3 separate regions of the Zea mays genome follow, and all the other regions are linked to region 1. A link is a contact called in public Hi-C data. All regions are on one chromosome and are shown on one strand. The core of a region is the stretch at or near the end of the contact, and the rest is flanking DNA. Distances in the headings are between cores, read along the strand shown.

What was found. Hi-C and Micro-C count contacts between places; a contact is called where the count stands out from the background.
Region 2: a Hi-C map of tassel shows a contact between it and region 1, with 2.6 times the contacts expected there. The contact joins the promoter of LOC103654441 here to the promoter of LOC100273325 in region 1. A contact is called at or near these places in 5 of 25 Hi-C or Micro-C datasets (ear, endosperm, leaf and 1 more).
Region 3: a Hi-C map of leaf shows a contact between it and region 1, with 6 times the contacts expected there. The contact joins the promoter of LOC100280679 here to the promoter of LOC100273325 in region 1. A contact is called at or near these places in 9 of 25 Hi-C or Micro-C datasets (bundle sheath, ear, leaf and 1 more).

Annotation. Positions count from the first base shown.
Region 1 is chr4:201,891,431-201,895,259 of Zm-B73-REFERENCE-NAM-5.0, reverse strand. It overlaps LOC100273325 (Protein S-acyltransferase 8), which reads left to right and starts at 2,113. Exons shown (of 4, transcript NM_001358676.1): 1 at 2,113-2,427. The coding sequence starts at 2,377.
Region 2 is chr4:201,661,348-201,665,176 of Zm-B73-REFERENCE-NAM-5.0, reverse strand. LOC103654441 reads right to left here and starts at 2,132. Exons shown (of 8, transcript XM_008681273.3): 1 at 1,749-2,132; 2 at 747-881; 3 at 607-650; 4 at 1-488. The coding sequence starts at 423.
Region 3 is chr4:201,747,116-201,750,944 of Zm-B73-REFERENCE-NAM-5.0, reverse strand. LOC100280679 (nicalin) reads left to right here and starts at 2,011. Exons shown (of 14, transcript NM_001153598.2): 1 at 2,011-2,427; 2 at 2,954-3,099; 3 at 3,445-3,548; 4 at 3,689-3,755. The coding sequence starts at 2,160.

The sequences.
Region 1 (3,829 bases), core at 864-3,363:
GTGGCACATTAAATATTAAGGATGGTCGCAAATAAGGTTATGGGAAGATAAATGGTAGGCAGGCAGCCTTTCAAAGAACAATATCCATGTCCCTATAACATCACACACTATCCACATGAAACAGTTGTGAATGTTACGAGGACTATGCCACTACACATCTCTTTTCGAAGAGCCTTGGTAGGAATCAACCTAAACCAATGGTATAATTTAGTAGCCAAAATCGCACATATCGGTCTTATCAAATGAGAGAGACACTTTCTCATGGAACTTATGTCGCAACGGTCATTTATAGTCCGTTCGATGTATCTTTACCTAATGAACCACAACCCTCATTTTACTCACAAAATCATTTAGAGTTTGAAAGTCCCGCTAAAAATTAAGAATTTCCTTTGGTACCTTCAACATGAGGTGATCTTCACAAAGGATAATTTGACGAAACGTAATCGGAAAGATAGTCAAAAGTGTTGTTTCTATAATTGTAATGAAACAATTAAACACTTATTCTTTGGCTGTCACCACGCTAAAACGATTTAGAGGGTAGTTAATATAGCTACAGGTTTAACATCACCTATGTCGATTATTCACATGCTTGGAAACTGGCTTTCAGGAGTTACTACAGAGAAAAGAGTATTAATTTTGTTGGGGTGACTACCCTTTGCTAGGCTATTTGGTGATGTCGGAATGATTTAATTTTTGACAACGTCATATATACATCTTTTATGCAGGCTATTTTCAGAGGAACATATTGGTTGCGGTATAGTGTATTGCTGCAGCATGAGGACGTGACAAAGGAGAACACCCGTATCCTGGAGATTTTTGCTAGATATGGATGAAATATAATAATAGACTTTGTCCTTCGTAATATACTTTATTCCTAAGAGATCAGCCAAATAAATGAAACAATTTAATAATATGTTGTATGTAGCTCACTAGAGGCGGGAATCAGTTTCCTTTATCTAAAAAACTTAAATTACAAATAATTCCAATTACATAATTAAACGAATACAATTATATAAATTATAAAAAAATTAAAAATTACATATTTCATAAAATATAACTATACATTACTAGTCCTCTTTCTTGATGCCATAGTGCCATCATCTACTTGAACAAGAGCTTTCAACATCACTTATTCTTCCTCAACTATATCCTATAGCCCCATCAGTCCATCTCTCTACGATGCAAATACTATCTTTCTCTTTCAGTGATCAAAACAAGTACCGCTCAACCAAATATTTTTCTCCTTTTATTATCCACAAGTGTAAGCAAAGTGGAGTTTCAGCTTCGAGATAGTTGTTGTGTCAGAACCTTTTCTTCTTCTCTATGCTCACTGCTCACGCTTGTACCTCAGTCATTTCTTTCTTCCAATCAAATTATCAATGTTTGGCTAAATAATCGTATGTGTTTCCGTTTGTTCTTTTATTTTCCACACTACCATTGTATGGCCAAAAAAGCTACTACATTCATGTCGTTAACTGATCATGTGTGTCCCCTGTCTACTAAGCATCCTAGTATATTATCATGCTGAGATCTTCTTTCTTGCTTTCTCTCATCTAGGTCCCATGGATAGAGATTGTTGTGTTGAACAAACTCTTGAATATGATGTGGCGCATCGATTAAGGTGTCGTTCGGTTGTATGAGATTGGTGGGTCTGAACGATTTTTAACCGGATTGCTTCTCTAATTTATATAAACTTTGATTAGCTGAAACGATTCCGGCTGCAATCCGACGCAAACGAACAAGGCCTAATGATACCATAAACTTAGCAGTCTATTAATCGTGTTCCAGGGATTGTCGCCTTAGCGGGGGAAAAACAAATCTTTCTTAACCAATACTAGCTGAGCGCGGGTGGACCTGAATTGATACAGAAACACACATTGAATTCCCCTGCAATGCAACGCTTGGTCCGCTGACAGTAGGTAGCTCACAAAGGCTGACAGATTTCAACCACAATAACTCAATCGTAATCATATGCGATGCAATGATCCTCGACAAAAAAAATGATGCCATGTCCCGTTTGCAAATTCATAGCACATTACTTGAAGGCCCCACTGGGATTAGATAACGCAAAGTTGTTCAGGAAGAGAATGCAGTGGACTCTCCTCAGTAGGCCCATGGTTGTCCTCCTTGCCCTGCTCGTCACCCAGTTGCCCTGCAGCCTGACTCAAGAAACAAAAGGAAAGGAGAGGAGAGGGAATCGAATACGATACCTTCTCTTCTCCCTCCATTCCTTTCCTTTGCCCCAACCATGCCATATTGGAGAGGCGTCGAGATCTTATCCCTCGATCCAATTCCAAACAGAAACCGCCGGAGCTGGAACAAGAGCCGCTCGCAGCTTGCTGGACTCTCCCGCTCCTGGCCCCGGAGCCGCCGGCCATGGCCAAGCACAAGCAGCGCAGGGTGTACCAAGTCTGGAAAGGCAAAAACGTGAGTTTGATTTTGCCGTCCCTCGTACCGACAAGAAAAGGTCGCGCCTTTCTTCGTTTTGGGGATTGCCTACCGTGCTAATTTCATCTTGCTTTGTTGCTTGCATCCGGCGGCCTAGCTAGCTAGCATGGTCATGTGATGGCCTAGCATGGACGGGACTCATAATAGTTGTAAATATAGTCTGATTTCTCATGCCTCAACAAGCTAACATACTCCTATTCAGCAACTTGGTTGGTGTGAGATTTTTCAGTACCTTCCATTCTGCCGCTGCTCATCTGTGTACGTTTCTGTTTCTCTTTGTTCAGATAATACTATGTGGTGGAAGGTTGATCTTTGGACCAGATGCCAAGGCCACCCTGATTTCCTTCGCCCTAATCGCCATCCCTGTCCTTGTCTTCTGCGTCTTTGTGGCCAGACATCTCATACACATCTTCCCTGCATATAACGCAGGATACGCAATTCTTGCTGCCACCATAGGCCTTACCATTTATGTGAGTACCCGTTCTTTGCCTACTTACTTCTCATTTACAACAGGGTGTTATCACCCCCAGTACATTCAAATTCAATTGGAGAAGTTTTTCTAATATGACATCAAATAGCATATCGGAATAGTGAAATCTGATGGTGCTTTCTAAGGAAAACCGGTCTTTTTCTCTCTCTCAAACCATTATATTAAGAAAAAAGAAATGAATGTCTAAAGCAGACTTTCTTAAGGAGGTCGAAAACTCAAAAACGATAAGACTATCTGCACTCATACTACTTTAAATTTATACTCTAAAAAAATATTATGTCCTCATCAACAAGATTATCTACTCTATACCACAATCCTCTACGGTCATATTTACTCTATATCTTAACCTTATACCAACTACCACATATTATATTATTTCTTTTCACTTCACTCCCTTCACTGCATAAATCCTCCTCCCTTTTCAGTTTTCACCACCTCCGTCTGTTTACAGTAGGAGAGTGTGTACGCTATAAGGGCTAGTTTGGGAGCCACAAAACCGGAGGAGGTTAGAGGAGCTAAAATCTCATCTTTATTCAATTTTGAATAAGAAGGAAATTTTAGCCCCTCTAATCTCCTCCGATTTTTAGATGTAGTTGCGCGTGCCCTCTCACCTCTCTACGATTAATTACAGTCGTTGGTGAGGTGCCCTACTGTGGCATTTTGTTTACTGCATGTTGGTAGGGTCCGCTTTACAACCCCCCTAGAATTTTGTTGTAACCCCCTAGAATTGAGCCTCAGGGATAGTGGCCGCCAGGAGGCCCTTGGCCCCAGTCTTTTTCCCAGAGAAAAAAAATTACACTCATTTTGTTGTAACAAAATTCAGTTAATCCCACAGAGGAAGGTGAACATGCTTTACAATTTTTCTGTAGTTTCTACGAGGATGGGGTATTT
Region 2 (3,829 bases), core at 883-3,382, 230 kb after region 1:
CCTACAGCGTTGCCTGTGTTTCTTGCTTTTCTTTTTGCTCTTCCTTCTTGATGGCCTTGCATTATCACTCGGCTTGGTAAAGCTGTTGACTAAGAAATCTGAATCAGACATGCTATTGGATGTTGTGGGCTTATCTTCCAGTAGCCTTGATGAATTATCCTGCCATCTTCTGTGAGATACATCTTGAGCATTAAGGTGCAGGAACAAAATCGATGGTGAGGACGATGTTTCAGGGTTCTCTTCTGGAGATGTAGGTCGAGATGAAGGATCCTCACTTGCACTCTCGGTGAGCGATAGTGATTTGAAGTCGTAACAGAAATTGAAGGGAATAACTGTCACAATAACACACCTGGCAAGTAAGTGAATACCACAATTATTAATTAACAAAGGATAACCGACCAAGGATTGGCAGAGGAAAAACATTAGAATGGCATTTTGCTTCCAGGTGGACCGTAAAATTCTTTGTTGCAAACATTTTTTTCTGCAATCTGGCATAAATTAAGGGAGGAAGAAAGATAAAAACATGAGGTCAACTCAGAAAGGAGAGACATAATGCATAAGCTGGTAATGTGGAACAGGTGGAATTAGAATAGAACATCTGAGTACCTCTGTTGCTGCTGCCTTGCCTCGAGGCGAGCTACTTGACGCTCCTGGATAAACGTAGCAAGCAAAGCATTAGACAGAGCAGAGTTTGCGCACATTGTCTCAGTGAAACTAAGAAAGTTCAAGGGAAAAAAAGTGCATACAAACTGAAGGTTGAGTGGGTTCTTCCTCTCTGATGATCTCCCAAACAGGCGGCGAGGCCTCCTATTTACAACAGCACCAGCAACAGTTCTAGAAGACATTCCAAGTTCAGGTGGCATTTCGCATGAATCCTTATCCTGCAAGTAGGACAGAAGAAAAAATGCACATGAGCAAGTGCATGCTGAAGCGTGGCAGCTTTTGGGCACTCCAGTGACAAGGAAATCAGTCGATCCTGCATGTTGGCCTGCAGTTACTGCTACACGGAACGGGTCGGTGTCGGATGGGTTGATTTCCACTCCCACTCCCAGAGAAATGTTTGAAGTGCAAGTTGCAGCACAAGAATGGTACTAGTAATTTTGAATTTGAAGTAGGTAGAGTTGAACGTGAACCTATGGAGCAGCAGTAGTTAATTTTGGGAAAGCAAAGGAAGGGGGGTTGAAGCCGAGTTGACGAGACAGATTAGAGCCTGATCGGAACTGGTGACTGCAAGTGGACTTGGAACCGACTAGGAGGGCAGCATTGGAAGTTGGAGATCGCATCGCCAATTCGCAACCGTAGGGCCTGTTTGGTTGGCGATGTGGCCTGGGAGTGGGGGAAGAGTGCTCGGGCAGGCAGGTCGATCCGGCGAGCAGGCGCTCAAAACCAACGGCCTGGGGAGCTGCCTGGCCCAGGCAGCTTCGCGGATGGATTGGGGCTGCTCGGCTCATGTGGTGTGCCATGGGGGTATTGCTGGATTTCTGCGATGAAATCGAAATCCAGAAACGAACGGATGGAGTATGGATCACAGAAATCACAAGTCCCCCCGATAAATCCAATCCTCATGTGACCCTAATGATTAATTGAAAAATGAGCAGCAGCAATCGATCTCCACCACCACCACCTACACGACGAAACGATTAGGTTTGGGAAGTTTGGGAAGCGGAGTCAGAAGGAGGGCAGGGCGGCGGCGGTGGGAATTTCGAAAGCAAAATCCTATCTCTCTTAGGAGCAACAAGCGCACGCACCCTGATGGCGAGGCGAAGGATCTGCTCCCCCGGTGCGTGATCGATCTCGATCTCCCCTTCTTCTTCTTCTTCTCTTGTTTCTGTGTTGCCTCTCCTCTCTTTCTCTCTCCTTTCTGTGTTCTACTAGATCAATCAATCAAAAGGAAACCAAAAGGAGGAGGAAGAAGACGAAGAGAAAGAGGGAGAGACCTTCCCTCCCGTGGGTGGGCTGTGCCTGTGCCTGTGGTAGGTAGGGAGAGAAAAACAAATTGTGTTTTGAATTATGAAAAAAAATGGATCGTGTATGAGGGGAGGGGAGAGAGAAGAGTGTGCTGCTGATTTGATTACCCCACTCACTGATTTGCTTCGTTTGTTTTTTAACCGGTCCGGTTACTATTATGGCCAACACAACTGTAGCTCCCTCGCCCGAGGGAATATACTTATATACCGCATCCAGTGAAGAATATACCTCATCGAAGGTTGATATTATTAATAACATTATGACATACAAGTATTAAATCTATATATATATGTATATATATACTATATTAAAGCATCCGTTTCGACGATCGTCCCGCATCAATATTTAAAAAAACCTACATTTCTTTATAACCAACATGCACTTTTATAATCTCTTCTCTACTACAATAATAAATGAGTTTACGTAAAAAAATAAGTGAAATTATATATAAGTGAGTGTTCTGAACCTTGGTTGTTGGCTCCATATTCACATCCAACTAATCAATAGAAAACATATATTTTGTGTTTTATTAAAACAAAATTTATCTTATGTCATATATACATATAAACTGTAGCAATGCACGGCATATGACTAGTACTATATTAAATTATCTCAACGGTCGTCTCACATCATCTTTTTATAAATAACTCATCACATCTATTTCAAATTAACTCGTTGCACGCCCGTCTGCTCCGCGCAACCAACCTTCGTAGCAATACATGGACATATGACTAGTATACTATATTAAATTAGCAGTTTCAACAACTCACATCATTTTTTACAAATAACCCTTCACATCTATTTCAAATTAACTCGTTGCACGCTCATCTGCTCCGCGCAACCAACCTCCAAGCGGTGCAAGTGGTGGGGTTCGAACCCACGCCCTAATGGAAGAAGGGCAAGAGACACTGGTGAAACCGTCTAACCAGTAGAACATCATGATCAAGTATTTTTAATATTGAATATAAATTATACATATTTATATATGTTTTTTGTAAAATAAAAAATATAATCATGTCGGGCCGAGGCTACAGCCTAAGCACGGCACAACGCTCGTGTCGGGCTTGCCCAGGCACTATTAAATGGGTTGTGCCTCTGGCCGGGCCGTCATACACGGGTGATTTGGTCATCTATACCTCCGCATGATAATGATTATTCTCGTCTCAGTTACCGCCACCTCGTTCGTCATCCTGCTTCTTTTCTCTCTCCCCATATGCTTCCGCCTCCGGGCCACCCTATTCTCGGCAGAGGGCGTGGGAGTAGGGGTCTCCTCCCTGTATTCGTCCAATACCAACCCCGACACCGACCCGCGCAGTGACTATTGCACGTCGACGAGGACGTTTCACAGTATGCACATATCATCGTTTTCATCGTCGTCGGACGTCCCGTTCGTCTTCTCGGCCTTCGCCCTATTCTTCATCCCCAATCTACTGCCCTCGCCCATGGTCGCAGCCACGAGCCGACCGATGCTCTTCGACGCGGGTATGGGGCAAGTCAGTCTTGCTCCTGGCCTTTCTTCGTGTGTGCCGCCGAGGACACGGTGGCGCCTGCCACACTTAGGTTATCTTGGCGATGAGGAGTCCAGGTATGAAATATTGGACAACCAAGGCCCATAGTGCACCAGTAGTCGGCATATGCTACGGAGTTGGTGGTGGTGTTGTGTCTATTTAGTGGGTCCAGGGCTGGGAAGGCACTCACATTCTCTCGCCCTTCTCGGACCAACGCCTGATGCGGGTGTCTCTCGGTTTGGAGCTTCTCTAGCTGGGCTTCTTTCTCCGCTTGCATGCTCTCTCCCTATATGTATCTAGCGGTATATTACCTATGTCGCCTCTAGATATCCAGGTCTTCGTCGTGTCCTTCT
Region 3 (3,829 bases), core at 762-3,261, 140 kb after region 1:
GGCGATGGTCCCAGGCGTCATCATTCTGGCTACACCGACCCTGGCTTCTGTAGCCTGGGGCTCGGCATGGCCTATCGTGTAGTGCCCTACGGGAGGTCTGCGCACTCAGGCCTAGTTCGCAGGTCAAGGGACGCGTGAGCCATTAATGCGTCGTAGTCTGGGGCTCGTAGGTTATGAGCGCTATACGGACCGAGGGGTCTGTAGGTCATGAGTGGGAAGCGGACCAGCGCCCACGCTGCGGTTTGATGGCAGGCGTGGTTAATACGACCAGTCATTTATGGTGGGTCATTCTGGTGCCGAGCACGGGGATCCACTAGAGTGGTTCCCTTCCGACACTCTCGGCCTCTCTTGTTAGGCTCGGTGCCACGGGGTTCGATCGAGGGCAGGTCCTTCTAGGGTTGACGCACCTGCCTCTCCGACTGACTAACGACCCCAACGATTAGTGGCGCCTTTCCTCAACGCACTCTTTGACTAGCGGGTCTAGGGACTGGGGGTCATTCTCCCAACACTTTTCTTAATCACTCAGCGCTACATGTGGGCGACCTGGTTGAGGGTGCACATGGTATCAAAGTTGTGTAGCATGGACTGCTCTATATCAAGGGCGTCTTGTGGAGTGTCGGGGCCCTATGTAAGCCCCTTGACTTATAGGGCCTTAGATCCTAGTCGCTCTGATGCTTGGCCTCGTAATTGCTAGGCTGACACTGAAATGAGTTTTCTTTGTATTCGTCTTGTTCTAGAGTGCATTTTGCCAGCATGTGTGTGTGGGTGGGGCACTATGACTTTCTTTGGACAATGACAATCACCTAAGATGATTTTATGTCTACTTCGAGTTGATTTATTTCCAAATCAACTTTGGATCTATTATGGGTTTAGGCAATATGGAGAACATGACTTAGACTCATCTTTTAATGGGATAAGACCACACCCTCTGTACCCATTAATGCCTTATTCGGTTAAGGGTGGATTGAGTGAGATTGAAGGAGATTAAATCCTCCCCTATTTAAATTTGAATAGGAGAAGATTTAATTCACTCTAATCCCCTCAATCCACCTCTAACGGAACTGGCCCTAAAGGATTCAACAACTCATTGTGGCCCTAAGGATTCAACAACTCATTGTATTTTTGTACATCTATTACGTAATTTTATCTTCCTTTTCCAATCCCTTGATGTTCGTCCCATCTTTTTGTGAGATCCGACAACGCTCTAAATTGTTTTGTTGATCTAAGGATAACCTCAGACGTGCATTCACATCCGCAAATAGATCTTCCTGAAAGGTGTTTTTGAGATTTTACGGCGATGGGCAGGTTCTAAATTAGTCTAAGGTCCCGTTTGTTTCATTTCATTTTGAGGACTTAGAACCTTACTAACAGAATAGGCTATTTTTGTAGAATGTGACATTCCACCACTTAACAAGGTTATCATATAAGCCTATCTCAAATTCATGGGTGAGAGATAAAAATTGATTCTATAGATTTATATGTTATTTTCCCGATGTCACATTCTTGTACTTGCTTCGCTATAACATAAATGTAATATATAAATATCTCTCTCATATGATTTAGGATAATATACAAATATATTACATATATAAATATATAAATTTAATTAGTTTTATCTAAATTATAATTATTAAAATAAAATTGAATTCCAACCAAACAAACGAGACCTAATTGATCTTTAAATCAGTTTTCTTATCTTGTAGTTGCTTCCTATAATAAACCGTGTACGGTCTTAGTTATGCTAGCACTTAGCTGATTTATGATCTAGGGTCATTTCGACCTCAACACCAACAATATTTTAAAGCAAACTATGAGAGCCAAGACAATATATATTTGAAAATTTTAACTATAAGACTAAAAGTTTACGTATTCGATTATTTAAAGACTAAAATAAAATAAAAAACTAAAAACTAGTCCCTAAAAATCAAAATATTTTGAGAGTATGCAATGCAAAGCCAACAGTTTTGGTAATTGGTAGAGTAAATGGGTTTGGGGAGTTTAATTAAAATCAATCGTATCGGGCAGGGGCTGCAACCCAGGCTGTGCGGGCGCGGCAGGGCAGCGGCGGCGACATCTGCATCTGCATCTCCCACCTCGTCTCCCTCCCGCATCTGCCCTGCCTCGATCCCGCCGCCAGCCATCTAAGGGAGCCGGGAGCCATGTCTCCCTCCGGCGAGCTGCTGGCGTCCATCTCCTCCGCTCTCGCCGTGGCCTTCGTCTTCCTCGCCTGCGTCGAGCTCGGCGACGCCGCCGCCGCCGTCAGCGTCTACCGCCTCATCCAGTACGACCTCGCCGGCGCCCCGCTCGGCTCCCGCGCCGCGGTCCTCAATCACCACGCCGCGGTGCTCCCGCTCCCTGCCGGCGCAGACCTCTCCCGCTCCGCCCTCGTCGCGCCGCTCCTCGACCTTCCGCTCTCCTTCCTCAGAGGTCAGTTCACTCTAGTCTTCCCTCTTACCGCTACACCTTCTTAATTACTAGTATTATGGACTAGTAGCTTCCTACAATAGTAAGTACAGTAGATCTCTTCCAGTCTTCCTGCCTCCCCTCCACACACACTTTTCCTAGCTGCTATTATGTCATCTCTGTCGGATGGATTGCGGCTACCACCTCCTCTTTGGATTCGCAATTGTCTACACTAGCTTTTGTTCACTACTAGTTTTAACTATATACATGTCGCTTCATGCTGCTACTTTTCAGGCTGGATCACGCCCAGCGGCGTAGGCAGTTAGGCACTTACGCTCTGTGCTTTAGCTCTTCACTTTTGCTTCCTTTGGTTGCGATCTGCCTTATTAGTTGCTACTCACTGTTTCCAAATCTGATGTGCCCATTTCACCTTATAAGATAATGATCATCAAAGATGAACTGTGAATGATATTTCTACTGCTGCCAAATCTTAAAGCACTGGTACGACCACCTGGCTCTGTTGCTGAAAACTCTTATGATGCCTTCTCAGAGTACCTGGTGGAGAAAAAACAGCTGGGGGGATTGCTCATTTTGCTCCCGACAAACCAGGGTGATAAGGATAGTGCGGATGACAAGGGTCAAGTCAAAGGTGTACTGACTGAGCTGGAGAAGTTGCTTGTGCACGAACAAGTTCCAGTAAGCCATAGTTTTCTCTTTAATCTAAGCAAATAGCTCAGTTTAACTCATCTATCACACTAGTCATTCTGGACATCCTTCACCTTTTTTTGTAATGGCTCAGCAAATATGTTACATAGCTTCGCCGGTATAAACATATATCACAAGAAATAAATCGATTCCACAAAGCTAAGATGCATCCAAATTCACTAATCTGTAGAAAAATATCTTCATCAATTAATTCTCTAAGAATTTTTTGCATTCAAGATCCTGAGATAATCTACTCCTATTCCCTAATTGCTTGATTAATCCAGTTTTCTGTGTCATACAACGTCTTGGCTAAACTGTGTCCATTGCTTCATGCAGTATCCAGTGTACTTTGCTTTGGATGACGACAATTTTGGTAACCTGCTGGCAGATATCCATAAAATTGCCTCTTCAGGCCAACCAGCCTCTGCAACAACAGGAGGGTAATACTCATGAGAAAATGTGCATATTTTAAACTGGCCAGCCTTTTTGCACTTAGAGCTCTAACCCAACTACAATGTGGAAAATTTGGAACTGTCAGTCTCAGTATTTTCTTCTGATATTTTTTTGTTTCAACTTGTAGTTACAAACTTGTGGTGTCCTCAGCAGAGCCTAGAAAAGTGTCATCTCCGACCATTTCTAATATCCAGGTAGCCTTTCTTATAAAATCAATTTACTTTCAGTTAAAATGTGCTTTATTTCCTTAAATTAACATTGTGGGGTT